Regions from separate parts of the Gossypium hirsutum genome. Here region 1 is linked to region 2. A link is a contact called in public Hi-C data. All regions are on one chromosome and are shown on one strand. The core of a region is the stretch at or near the end of the contact, and the rest is flanking DNA. Distances in the headings are between cores, read along the strand shown.

Evidence for each region. A called contact is a pair of places that touch in the nucleus more often than the background predicts.
Region 1: a Hi-C map of leaf shows a contact between it and region 2, with 1.8 times the contacts expected there. The contact joins the enhancer-like site here to the promoter of LOC121210977 in region 2. A contact is called at or near these places in 3 of 34 Hi-C or Micro-C datasets (hypocotyl and leaf).

Annotation. Positions count from the first base shown.
Region 1 is chrA12:91,274,733-91,280,746 of Gossypium_hirsutum_v2.1, forward strand. All of the region lies in intron 4 of LOC121211439 (probable U3 small nucleolar RNA-associated protein 11), which reads left to right. Among protein-coding and RNA genes, the nearest start is that of LOC121211439, 7.3 kb to the left of the region's middle. Within about 2 kb of position 3,194, at least 5 of the 9 cell types and tissues checked have an H3K27ac peak or open chromatin away from gene starts, as enhancers often do. A contact at or near this core is called in leaf, where this site is marked.
Region 2 is chrA12:91,097,523-91,103,530 of Gossypium_hirsutum_v2.1, forward strand. It overlaps LOC121210977, which reads left to right and starts at 1,387. Exons shown (of 3, transcript XM_041083060.1): 1 at 1,387-1,917; 2 at 2,077-2,154; 3 at 2,276-2,684. The coding sequence starts at 1,743. The coding sequence ends at 2,586. It overlaps LOC121210976 (receptor protein kinase-like protein ZAR1), which reads left to right. Exons shown (of 2, transcript XM_041083059.1): 2 at 1-328. It overlaps LOC121210979 (probable signal peptidase complex subunit 1), which reads right to left. Exons shown (of 3, transcript XM_041083065.1): 3 at 5,945-6,008. It also overlaps the pseudogene LOC121210978.

The DNA.
Region 1 (6,014 bases), core at 1,944-4,443, 180 kb after region 2:
CCTAAAATAGATAAATTACTGAAATACCTTTAAAAGTGGAAAATTTACAGTTTTACCCCTAGTAGATAAATTACCGAAATACCCCTAGGGTTAAATTGACCTAAATGCATGTTTGACTGTTGTTATTTACTGCATGCCATGTTGTTCTTATCTGATGCATGGGATTGGGATATTGACGGAGGAAGTACTGAAAGTGGCTTGTCCACGTACTGGAGGCTTTGCCTCAATTTACTGTTAACTGAGCAGTAAGGCTGCAACTGTGGAGTGTTGGGCTGGGTGGGTTGAGCTATTCCCCACATGGAGTGTAGGGTTGGTACGGGTGGAGTGTAGTGGTTGGTGGGTTGAGTAGTCTCCCCAAATGGGCTTGCATATGTTATTGATGTTGCATGTATTTTAAAATGGGCCTATGGGCCATACTGTTATCTGAATAAGGGGCTAAGGACCAGTTTATTGTAATCTGAAAAGGGCTCTGGTCCAGTACCACTGTTACCTGAATGGGCTTAGGCCCAATAGGCTTAAGCTGACTTGGGTTTTGAATGGGTTTTCCTTACACACTGAGTTTCCCCAAACTCACCCCTTTTATTTTCATCCACGCAGGAAATCCCCAACCATAGTGGGCTTGGAGCTGTGAGGGAATTCGGAGTGGCCACCCGTTCTGAAAGTTTGGTTTTCTTCTGGTGAACTGGACATCCTATTATTTACGTTGAGGTTTGGGTTTTTAAATGTAATAAGGCCGCTTAATTATTTTTTATGGTTTTAATATGTATTACTAAGATAGGTATTACTTATTTTAACTGTTGAAATTGGATAGCTTTAGGGCGCGTTTTCAAAAAAAACAACAATTGATTTCAAAATAACACGACAACAAGCAAAGCTTCCGCAATGAAAGTATTTTCCAAAATTAATCACTTTTCCTAAAAATGACTTAACCAAATCGGTTTCCTAGAAATATACATGACGTTAAGGTGTGGCAATGGTGGTGTGCATGTTTAGGATTGGATCCGAAGGGAGCTTGGTACTTAAGTAGTCCGATAGACTCACCTCCTCTTTTCCGGTTTCCTATCTGGTGCACAGCTTCCATTCATTTTAACCTATAATGAAATTATCTTTTAAAACACTAAGTAGGTTTTTCTGGATCAACAATATAAAATGTTTTGAACGCTTCGATGTGGCATGTCGGATCCGGCCATAACGTCTGGGCCGGGTTTAGGGTGCTACATGAAAACTTTTCTTAAATTGAGTGGAGCTTGGGCAAAAAAGTAAGCCCATTTTTTCAGGTCGGACCAGGCCCAAGTTTGAAAATTTGATCTAGATACCTTGCATGAGCTTGGTCTAGCCCATGAGCACCTTCAGTCAATGAGTACTAATCCACAATACCAATTATCTAATCGTTGGCTCAAGCTTGCTAATTGAACTTTTTTAAAAAAAATTAATAGCCTAGTGACTTTAGTAAAAACTTTCGAATAGTTCAGTGACTATTTTGTAACTTTATGAAGTTGAGTGATCAAAACATAAACTTATGAATAGTTTATTGACCTTGGGCGTAGTTTACCCATTATTAATTTATATATTTGTAAAGATTTTTTTTAAAATTTTTAATAAGAGGATATCATGTGTCATCATATGATTGGCTATCATTGCCACATCAATACAAACTAATTGTTTAGTGCGAAGTTATCAAAGTGCGTAACAGAATACAAGTTCAAATGCCAACTAGGTCAAAAAAAATTTTAGGTACCAACTAAGCATTTTTAGATAAGTTCAGAGGGCAAACTATACATTAATCCTAAAAAATAAAATTATTAAAATTTAGAATATTATTTTTTTAAAATCGGAGATCTAAGCTATTCATGTTATACATACATAAATATTTAAATTTGATCGACGTGTTTTAAATACACTTCTTATCATACCTGAACAAAATTTAAACATCCAAGTTGAGATTTAAGTTAACAAAAAAACCTAGATTAACATGATATTGATATTTAATGATCCAATTAAAATGTTTTAGAGAATTTTAAGACTAATATAAAATCTGAAGTGTAATTTGGAGACATATGATGAAATTAACCTATTTGATAAAAAAAAAAAAAGAAGTTATAAAAATAATAAGAGTAAATTACACAATAATTCATTTAATTTTCATAAATTTTCAATTTGGTCACTAAAAATAAAAAAAATATACAAATATAACACCGTTGTTAGATAGTTTTTATTTTAGTCACTTGCTATTAATTTGGCTAACGGCAATATTAGTATACACTCATCTTAATCACTCAACTTTAGTAAATTTTTATTATTTTAATTTTTCCAAAAAAAAGGAAAACTTGGGTTTTTATAAGAAATTAAATTTCCCAATTGTGGAGTTGAAACTATAACTCAATTTCGTATAAAAATCCAAATAATTCATTGTAAAAACTCAAGTTTCTCCTTGTGAAAGCACAAGTGTTTTCCTATAAAAACTTAGTAATCCTCAGTAAAAACCTATGTTTTCTTTTTTTATGAAAAAAGAAATTAAAATTAATTCTAAAAAGAACTATTTTTTGAGAAAAATGGTTTTTCTAGTAAAATACATGTTTTTTTTTCCTTTTTGGCTAAAAAACTTAAAATTAATTCTAAACAAAGAGAAAAAATTGAAATTAAAAAGATAAAATGATATTTCCTTGCAAAAACTCTAATTTTTCTTATAAAAATTCAATAATTCCCCGTCAAAACTCATGTTTTCCTTTATCGAAAAAATTAAAATTATTTATTACAAAGAAAAAATAAAAGAATTTAAAAAGATAAAAATGAATAACTAAAATGAAAAATTTACTAAAGTTGAATAATTAAAATAAGTGTACAATAACATTTTTATTAGCCCAATAATTGTCGAGCAATCAAAACAAGAAAACTATTTACGACGAGTTACTAGAAAAACTATCTAATGGCGGTACCATATTTGAAAATGTTTTATTTTCAGTGATCGAAATGAAAACTTATGAAAATTAGATGACTAATTATGCAATTTACATAAATAATAGACCAAAGCAGACAATCATGTGTATAATTTCTCTCTTCTCTTTCTAACTCTCTCCCTCCATTCAAAAAAAAAAAAGGGTAATTCCACGACCGTCTGATTTCTTTGATTGTTCACAGTAATCAATGTCAATGGCTGCAAAAGGGGAAGGACCAGCTATCGGAATTGATCTAGGCAGGACATACTCCTGTGTCGGAGTGTGGCAACATGACCTAGTCAAAATCATCGCCAACAACCAAGGCAACAGAACGACGCCGTCTTACCTAGCTTTCACCGATTCCGATCATTTAATCGGTGACGCTGCTAAAAATCAAGTCGCCATGAACCCTATCAACACTGTCTTTGGTAATTGCCTAGTTTCTGATTCTATAATCAATAAATTTTAATTGGTCAAATTTAATAAAAGATCCTTATACTTTACATTTTTTATAAATTTGATTAATCTGTTATAATTTGATATTTTTAAATCGATTGATGTGTTATTTATAATGATAAAGGTAAGTATTTATTAGGCATAAGGTTTCAGTTTCATATCTTATGATTAAATTTTAAATTTTATTATGATTATTATTTAAAAAAATTTACTCTTAAAAATATAATTTAATTTGTTTATAAAAAGTATTTTACTAATTTTATAATTGAATTGATTTTAAAAAAATATTAGATTAAATTATTGGCCATTTTACCAGAAAAAGCCCATTTCAAAAATTATTTACAAAAATGGGTCAACTTTTTGATTATTTACCGAAAAGGACCGAATTCTACAAAAACGCATCCACATGAGCGCAATTTCAGGGGATATGCCAGCAAAGCGCTTCCCTGGGGGAGCATTTTTGCCATGTCAACTCAAATCGCGCCCTTGTGGACGCACTTTGCTGATGTGGCAAAAACGCTCCCCCAATGACACATTTTAGCCTGAGTTTAAATTTTCAAAAAAAGGTCATTTTTTTTAAATATTATAAAGATAGACCAATTTTTTTGAAAATTTACAAGAATAAACCTTAAAAAAAGACTCAAAGTGATAATACCACTTTTTTTAATGTAGCATCAATTAATACGGAAACAAAACTTACAAAGATCTTTATATAGACTCAAAGTTTCATTTCTCTTATTTTCTTAAGCAATGTGGGATATGAGATATGTGTATATATAGACTCATGAATAGGTTTGCAGGTTGTTCCTAAACAATGTGGGATTCCTTCCTTTTTTAACTAACAACATGAGATTAAAAGCTACACTATATTTTATATTTTTTTTACTTAAAGTTTAATTTTTTTTACAAAAAGTTAACATTTGTTACATCATAAATAAAAATTTTAAACTCTATAAGTAAAAAAATTATGAAATATAAAATAAGTGTGGTAAAATATTAAAAAATAAATATTTAAAAAATTACTAATAGTTGAGTGATCATTTTGTAAGTTTTTATAATTCGATAGCTAAAAAATCATAGTTAAGTGACTACTAATGTAATTTAATCTAGATATAAAAATATGAAAAATAATTATTATATTTTATGTATATTATATATTTCTATGAAAAAACTTATTTAACATAATTATATACTATGTTTAAATAAATTATCTATCTAGTCAAAATACATCTAAAATAAATTTATCAGCATTCATTAGGTGATGAAAATTAAATTAAAATTAGAATTAAAAAAATTAATTAGTATAGTAAAATATTAAAAATAAGTAAATATTTAAAAAAGATATATCAATTTTTTTAAAATTACAAAAAAATACTATTTGAGTGCCAAATACTCACCATTTATTTATTAATCAAACATTCATAATATAAAATTAAAATTAAAATTAAAAAATTAAAAGTATAACTTCTAAATTTAAATAATGGAAAATTATTTTAAAAATTAGAATTGCATTGATATTAACTTCAAACATTTAAAGTTGAATAGAAGATTATTGCATGTACAAGTTTCATATGTGCAATTTGTTCTCTTTTTTTAATAGTTCTTTTGTATATGTTAACAATTCTAAAATGCAACAAGATTAAATATCTCAAAAGATAATTTTATAATATGAGAAAATGTTAACAAAATATAAAAAAATAGAAATTGTTCTGTAAAAATCTTATAAAATATAGTGTAGCATTTAGTCTCATGTTGTTAGTTAAAAGAGGAAGGAATCCCACATTATTTAGGAACAAGCTGCAAACCTATTCATGAGTCTATATATACACATATCTCATATCCCACATTGCTTAAGAAAACATGAGAAATGAGACTTTGAGTCTATATAAAGATTTGCTTTCTAAGTTTTGTTTTCATATTAATTTGTGACACCTTAAAAAAAGTGGTGTTATCACTTTGAGCCTTTTTTAAGGTTTATTCTTGTAAATTTTCAAAAAAATTGGTTTATTTTTGTGACATTTAAAAAAATGACCTTTTTTGAAAATTTAAACCCGAGCTAAAACGTATCCCTGGGGGAGCATTTTTGCCACATCAGTAAAGAGTGTCCACGAGGGCGTGATTTGTGCTGACATGGCAAAAATGTTCCCTCAGGGAAGCGCTTTGCTAGCATATCCCTTGAAATCGTGCTGATGTGGACGCGTTTTCGCTGAATTTGGCCCTTTCCAGTAAATAATCAAAAAGTTGGCCCATTTCCGTAAATAATTTTTGAAATGGGCTTTTTCTGGTAAAATGGCCATAAAAGTATAAGGTCAGAATTTCTTTATTTTAAATTATACATTAATAAAAACTTGAATAAATATTTTATTAGAAAATAATATTTTGTGTTTTGTATTTATTGTGATAATTGTTCTTAGTTGATGATATTAATAATCATATTGTAATTTTATTTATTATATAATAAAATTATTAGTTATATTTAATTAAAATAATTTTATTTTTAAATAAAAATTATATTAAAAAATTAAAAAGTTGGAGGATAACCAGCCATTGTTTACACAAATAAATAAGGAGGAAGAGAAGAGGAGGAAGATATCAAAATTGAGCAAAAATACCGTAACAATG
Region 2 (6,008 bases), core at 137-2,636:
TATAAGCTTGTTTTGTCTTTTGTCTGTGAAATAACATGGTATACTGATTTTTGTTAGGGGTCGAAGATTAACTATATTCATTCCTCTAAATGGTTTTCCAGATTAGGCCCAAAATTTTCTTGAAAATTCAACTGTCTCGGGAGAGCCAATAGGAGACAATGTGTCCTTTCTTGGCTACAATTTTTTTTTTTTTGTAATTTTAAATTTCTGTTTATCCCTGGGATGTGATTGTAATAATTTCTTTCTTTTCTAACAATTCAAGGCCACAGTGCTAAGGCATTAATTCTATCTGTGTAGGGTTAAATGCACATTTCATGGGTTAAGTAAATCATTTTTGTTAGATATTATTTTTCTGACATTAAGTTTGACCCTTTTACTTAACACTGTTGATCATATGGCAAGTGTATCCTATAAGGCCATGGAATTTGAGAAGAAAAAACTAGTACTCAGATTTAATGTTTTTAGGAAAATAAATAAACCATGAGGGAACTCGCCAGTTAGTTGGCAACTTCCAACTCTTAATAGAAAAAGTAAATATAGATGAAAGTTGAAACTCAACCATTCTAGACTTCTAACGAAATTAAGAGTATAGTCTTATTAGAAAACTCATTAATCTAACTTAACAATTACAATCCACATTCAATACTTATACTCCAGAAATGAATCATTAACAAAGTAGAAAACTACCCTTAACTACTTAACTAACAATGAATTGCTCTTAATTAATTCAAGTTACTTAGTTACTTCTGATATTCCCCCTCCAGACTCAATAGCAATCACATTCATCTTAGCATGACAACAAGAAAAAACACCTATGGTTAACGGTTTGGTCTACTTGATCATTCCCAGGTACATAGTTGACCTGAAGTTGTCGCTGAGCACCTTGTCACGCACAAAATGTAAGTCAAGCTCAACATGCTTAACATGAGCATGTAGCACTGGATTTGCTGCCAAGGACACCGTGCTGGAATTATCACACCAAATTACTGGTATGCCTTTAATCTTCACACATATTTCATCCAGCAGAGAACGAAATCATGTCAATTCGGATGTTGCATTAGCTGCACTTCTATACTCGACTTCTGAGGTGGCCAACACTAAGTTCTGTTGAGATGTGGCGTTATACTTGTTGGTATAACAAAATCAAAGTTGAATTCTTCAGTCTTTGGTGATCCCTACAATACAATACAATACAACGGGATCTGAAAATTATTCAAAGCAAAGCAAAGATAAGAAAAGAACTGTCAAGTTGATCTGGATTCAGGGTTCCTTTTATACACTGAACTTAGCATACAAGTTTGGAACGAGGTTAATGTCGGTAAAGCAAAGTTAAAACAAATCCAAAAAAGAGGAATGATGAAACCACCCCCACAAACAACCTTTATTTCTTTTCCTGCAACGGCCATGAAAATAATAGTTCAGTAAGAAAGGTATCAATCAAACAAAGATAATGGCACAGTATAAAGGCCAAATTAAGAGATCATTGATTATGGATGGACCCAAGCTAGCAAGCAGTGATATTTCTTTGCTTTTAAGAGCAATCAGCTCCCCACTCCCTTCCCCTCATTTTGGTTGATTTAATTCAAGCAAAAAAAAAAAAAAAGAAGCTAAAATCCCATATTCCTATCCTTTCTCTCTCAATTTTCTTCTCTTTTTTTCTTGGCTTGCATTGAAGAAAAACAGGCTGGTTAAAGTGCCGCCTCATGAATGTGTAGGAGACACAGTCATTGTCGCAAAAAGACATGGGCAATTGCGCTAGAGTTTGCAAGAACAAAGATGCTATAGACATGAATCTTAGTGCCCAAATTCAATCCCCCACTAAGAAGAACATTGCCAGAAAGGAGCGCTCCATTGCTGAACTCGGTTCCAGGCGTCAGCCATCATCAATGGAACAAGAAATTAGTTTTCGAGACTCGAGTTTGTTCCTTAACCTGGCTTTCTTAACATTTATTTTCTTTTTTTGTCATCAATGGATTATTACATTATGCAGATCTTTAACCTTTATTATTGCCTGGAAACTAATTTACTCAAGTTTTTAACATATCTAACTGAAGTGTGTCTATCATTTCTATGCAGGTAACACAGAGGAGAAGTTTTTTGATTCCATCCAATGGTTAGAATCTGACAGTGAAGATTTCTTCAGTGTGAATGGTGGTGAGATTTTCCCTAATTTTGTTGAGACAAACTATTTTCATTTCCCCATAATAATAGCATTGCTAAGTTTCTTAACTTCAAAATCACATCGTTGCTTTTGACAAAGCTTGGTTTCATCCAGATTCTACTTTTTCTTGCGGAAATAGCCCTAAAAACCGGAAAACCTTGAAGGAAAATTCTCCCACAGATACAAAGAAGCAACTAATTGAGTTATTTAGAGAGAGCTCTAATGATGATGATGATGATGCTGTGAATAATTACACAAATATGAAAGATGAGTTGGAAGACAAAGCTGAAATGCTGAACAAGCTTCCAAAGTCAAGAAGCAGAAGTGCGCATGAATCCATCTCCAACTCCGTTGGCAGTAATGAAGCAAGATGCTCCCCTGGGGAAAAAAAATCAGCCCACCAAACATGGGCTTTAATGAGATAAAGAAAGGGCTAATAAACCCTCACAATAACTGATATTTATTCTGTATAAATCTCTTGTAAACAATCTACAATCTCAAAATTGAAAATGGTTCAACTCTAGTTTTTTCTTTTTTCTTGTGTGAGTGTGGAATTTATAAAAATTAGCAAAATGGCACAAAACACATCCATGTACATACCATTAAAATTTAACCATAACAAATACATAAGCTTAAGGATCCCAAAATACATAATGAATAAAAAAAAAATAGAATCCAACTAAAGCAAATTCCTATGACATCCTCACTTCTTGCGATCATATCATTGTATGTTGTTTTCTGAAGCTGCAAAATCTCACCTTTTTCATAAACTTGCTAAATTCATCAGACTTACCACTTTCTTTCAACAAATTATTCTTAATCCTCATTTCGATACATCTTACTCTTCATCTCTTCATTATCTATCACTTCAATCCATCCCGCACCTTAAACATAAACTAATAAGTTAAATACAAAATTTTCAACTCCCAAACAAATCATTTAAATAAATTTTCAGTATGATCAATTAAATAGAATTTTGAATTGTAGGAGATGACTTATGGGTTTAAAGGTTTTAATTCGATTTAACAGCAGTTACGTTTTATTTACGTGTTTAACAAAGTATTATAATATCCATGTAGAATTGCTATTTTGAAAACAATATATATGTATCCTAAATTTTGTGAGTACTCATTTTAGCCCCTTAAATTTTTTTAAAAAATTTTATTACCTTATAATTAAGGTCTAAAAATACGATAATTTGTGTTTCTTCCCTCAAAGTTTTCCAATGTTCTTTTAGTTTGATTTCTTTTATATAATTTATAAAACTTTATATAAAATTTGTTAATATTTTTAGTTTAATTTGATAAACTAATATAAAGTAATATTTAAATATTAATTTGATAAAAATAAACTTAAATAATTTCAACATCTAATATAAATTGAATATTTAACCTATTTTGCTTTTTTAAATGCTAATTTGGGTGAATAAAAACTAGCTCAAGTTAAACACATATTATTTGGACTGACCCATACTTTAAACATGTCTACTTCGTATAAATATCCCAACCCCCTAATATGTTTTGTTTGCCTCTTTGGCACTTACTAACATTGTTAACTCTAAGTGTAATAATAATACATGGATTGATAATTTAAGTACCATATTAAACATTTTTGAAGCACAAATATTATATATGGTATTATCCAAAAAAAAAAACAGGTTAATGTTGTCAAACAGTGAATCCTTCGACCTCGAAGTGAAAAATAATGATTCAATTGATTAAGCTCACAATTGTGTTGTTATCCAAATATCAAAGTCTAGAGAATTTGGAGTGAAATTGGTTTTGGTAAAATTAAAAACAATAGTAATTGCGAAATTGAATATTGTAGCGATGAGATTCAAGCTAAATAGTTAGATACATGTTTAGATTCAAACATAGCTATAACAGTAAAGTGAGAATGAAAAAGGACTATTAAAGCTATTAATATGAGCGTTTTTTTTTTCTTGAGAGCAATTTTCTAAATTATTTTTATATATTTTAAAATTAATTTAAATTTTCAATATATTATTATCCATATTAATCAACTAATTATATACTTAATAAATTATTTATTCAAAAATAAAATATTTTTAAAAATTTAACCATATTAAAAGAATTAATTCAAAAACATTTTAATAAAAAATGAATAAAATTAAAAGTTAAAAGTAGAAAAACTATTAAAAATTAAATAGTTAAAGATGTAAAAAGACAGTCCAAAGAAAGAGCTAAACCATTTTTATTTCCATTGGATGTTCAACTTTGCAACTTCACCCAAAGCCTCCAGTGATGAGTAAATGGAGCCATGTTTACAAGTTCTCCACTCTAAGGCACAAAACAGTGCGATGGATTTTTAACTTGTGTTATAAAAGTGTTGACATTCCAACGCACTGAAGGTGTGTGAATCCAAATGAAGCCTATAAAATTATCAATCAACGATTCATTCAAACTTTGATTGTGACACTGCATAGGCACAAACCCGAAGGCTTTATATTTGAAGTTTGCCATTCCGAACCTGGCCTTGCATTTGGATCATACGAAAGGGTTTGATAATCATGGGCGCCGCCCTCAACCGTGAACAGTAGAAGTTTCCCACCCAATATTCCAAACCGAAACCCTACACTTGTGCTCCCTGTCAGTGGAACCCAAACCATTTTCCAGGAACCATCATTCGGGTCAAATATTGCCAAATTCCGTGGGTTCTTCCACTCCATGCAGAAAAGCTTCTTCTCCACCACGGCATGGGTGGTGACCATGACGCAACCACCATTCTTCATCTCACACCTGTTGCGGTTCTCGGGGTTGTACACATCCACAAATCTAGAGTTTCCAATTGTAAAGCTTGACCTTCCGCACCATACGTAAAGTTTTCCATTCAATCCGCATGCAAAGCAACCCCACCGTGGTCGACGGAGACTTTGGATTAGAGTCCATTTATCTGTGTCAGGATCATACACCTCTACGGTGGAAAGGCTTTCACCTTCAACCCCATAGCCTCCGACAACATAAACCTTGCCATTTACCTCTGCGCAGGCGAAATCTGCACGAGCAACATTCAAGTCTGCTAGTCTTCTCCATCTGCAAACATAGAGATATGTCACGGATGATGATCAAACCTATCAAAAGGACGGGCTATCCTTTGCACCTTGAAGACTCATCCATATCTCAGAGAATTTGGTTAAAAATATTACCCTAAAAATGTGCTTTCCCCAAGGAAAAAAAAATCAAACTAGGTTGACCCGTTCTTCAATTTTATAATATATTAACTTTAATATGAAAATTAAATAATATTATTATTTAAATATTAAATATATATATGTTTTTCAAATGGTTATTTCCTAATTAACCAGTAAATAATAGAACAAACCTGTTGAGGCAAGAATCATATTGGTAAACATCAGGTGAGGCAGAAGCAATCCCGTTGATATATAACTGAATAGCCGGCTATGGCAAGAAGCTTTCCATTAACGACAGTTACCCCAAACCCTACTTTTTTAGGCCCCGGCATTGGTTGGAGAACTTGACGTTTATGTCCCAAACAATCCAAAACCTCCCACCGACTTTCTTTTCCTTCAGATTCCATAGTTAAAACATAAAGCCATTCTTCAGCCATACCCGCCATTGTTCGCTCTCTCAAGAATTCTTTACTTTCAATGAACGACCTCCACCTCTTGCATACACCGCCCATGGAAGGGAAGCTCGAACGAGGAACAAGAGCCAAGCAATACTTAGCCACATCATCTGGAAGCCCCGGAAGCAACGGGATGGCTTCAAATTTATCACCCTCATTAACTTTTGAATGAATCAATTTATCTTGGTCAACCAGGGAAGTGAGACATTCGATGGATCCTTTGTTCCTCTTCTTTCCTCTC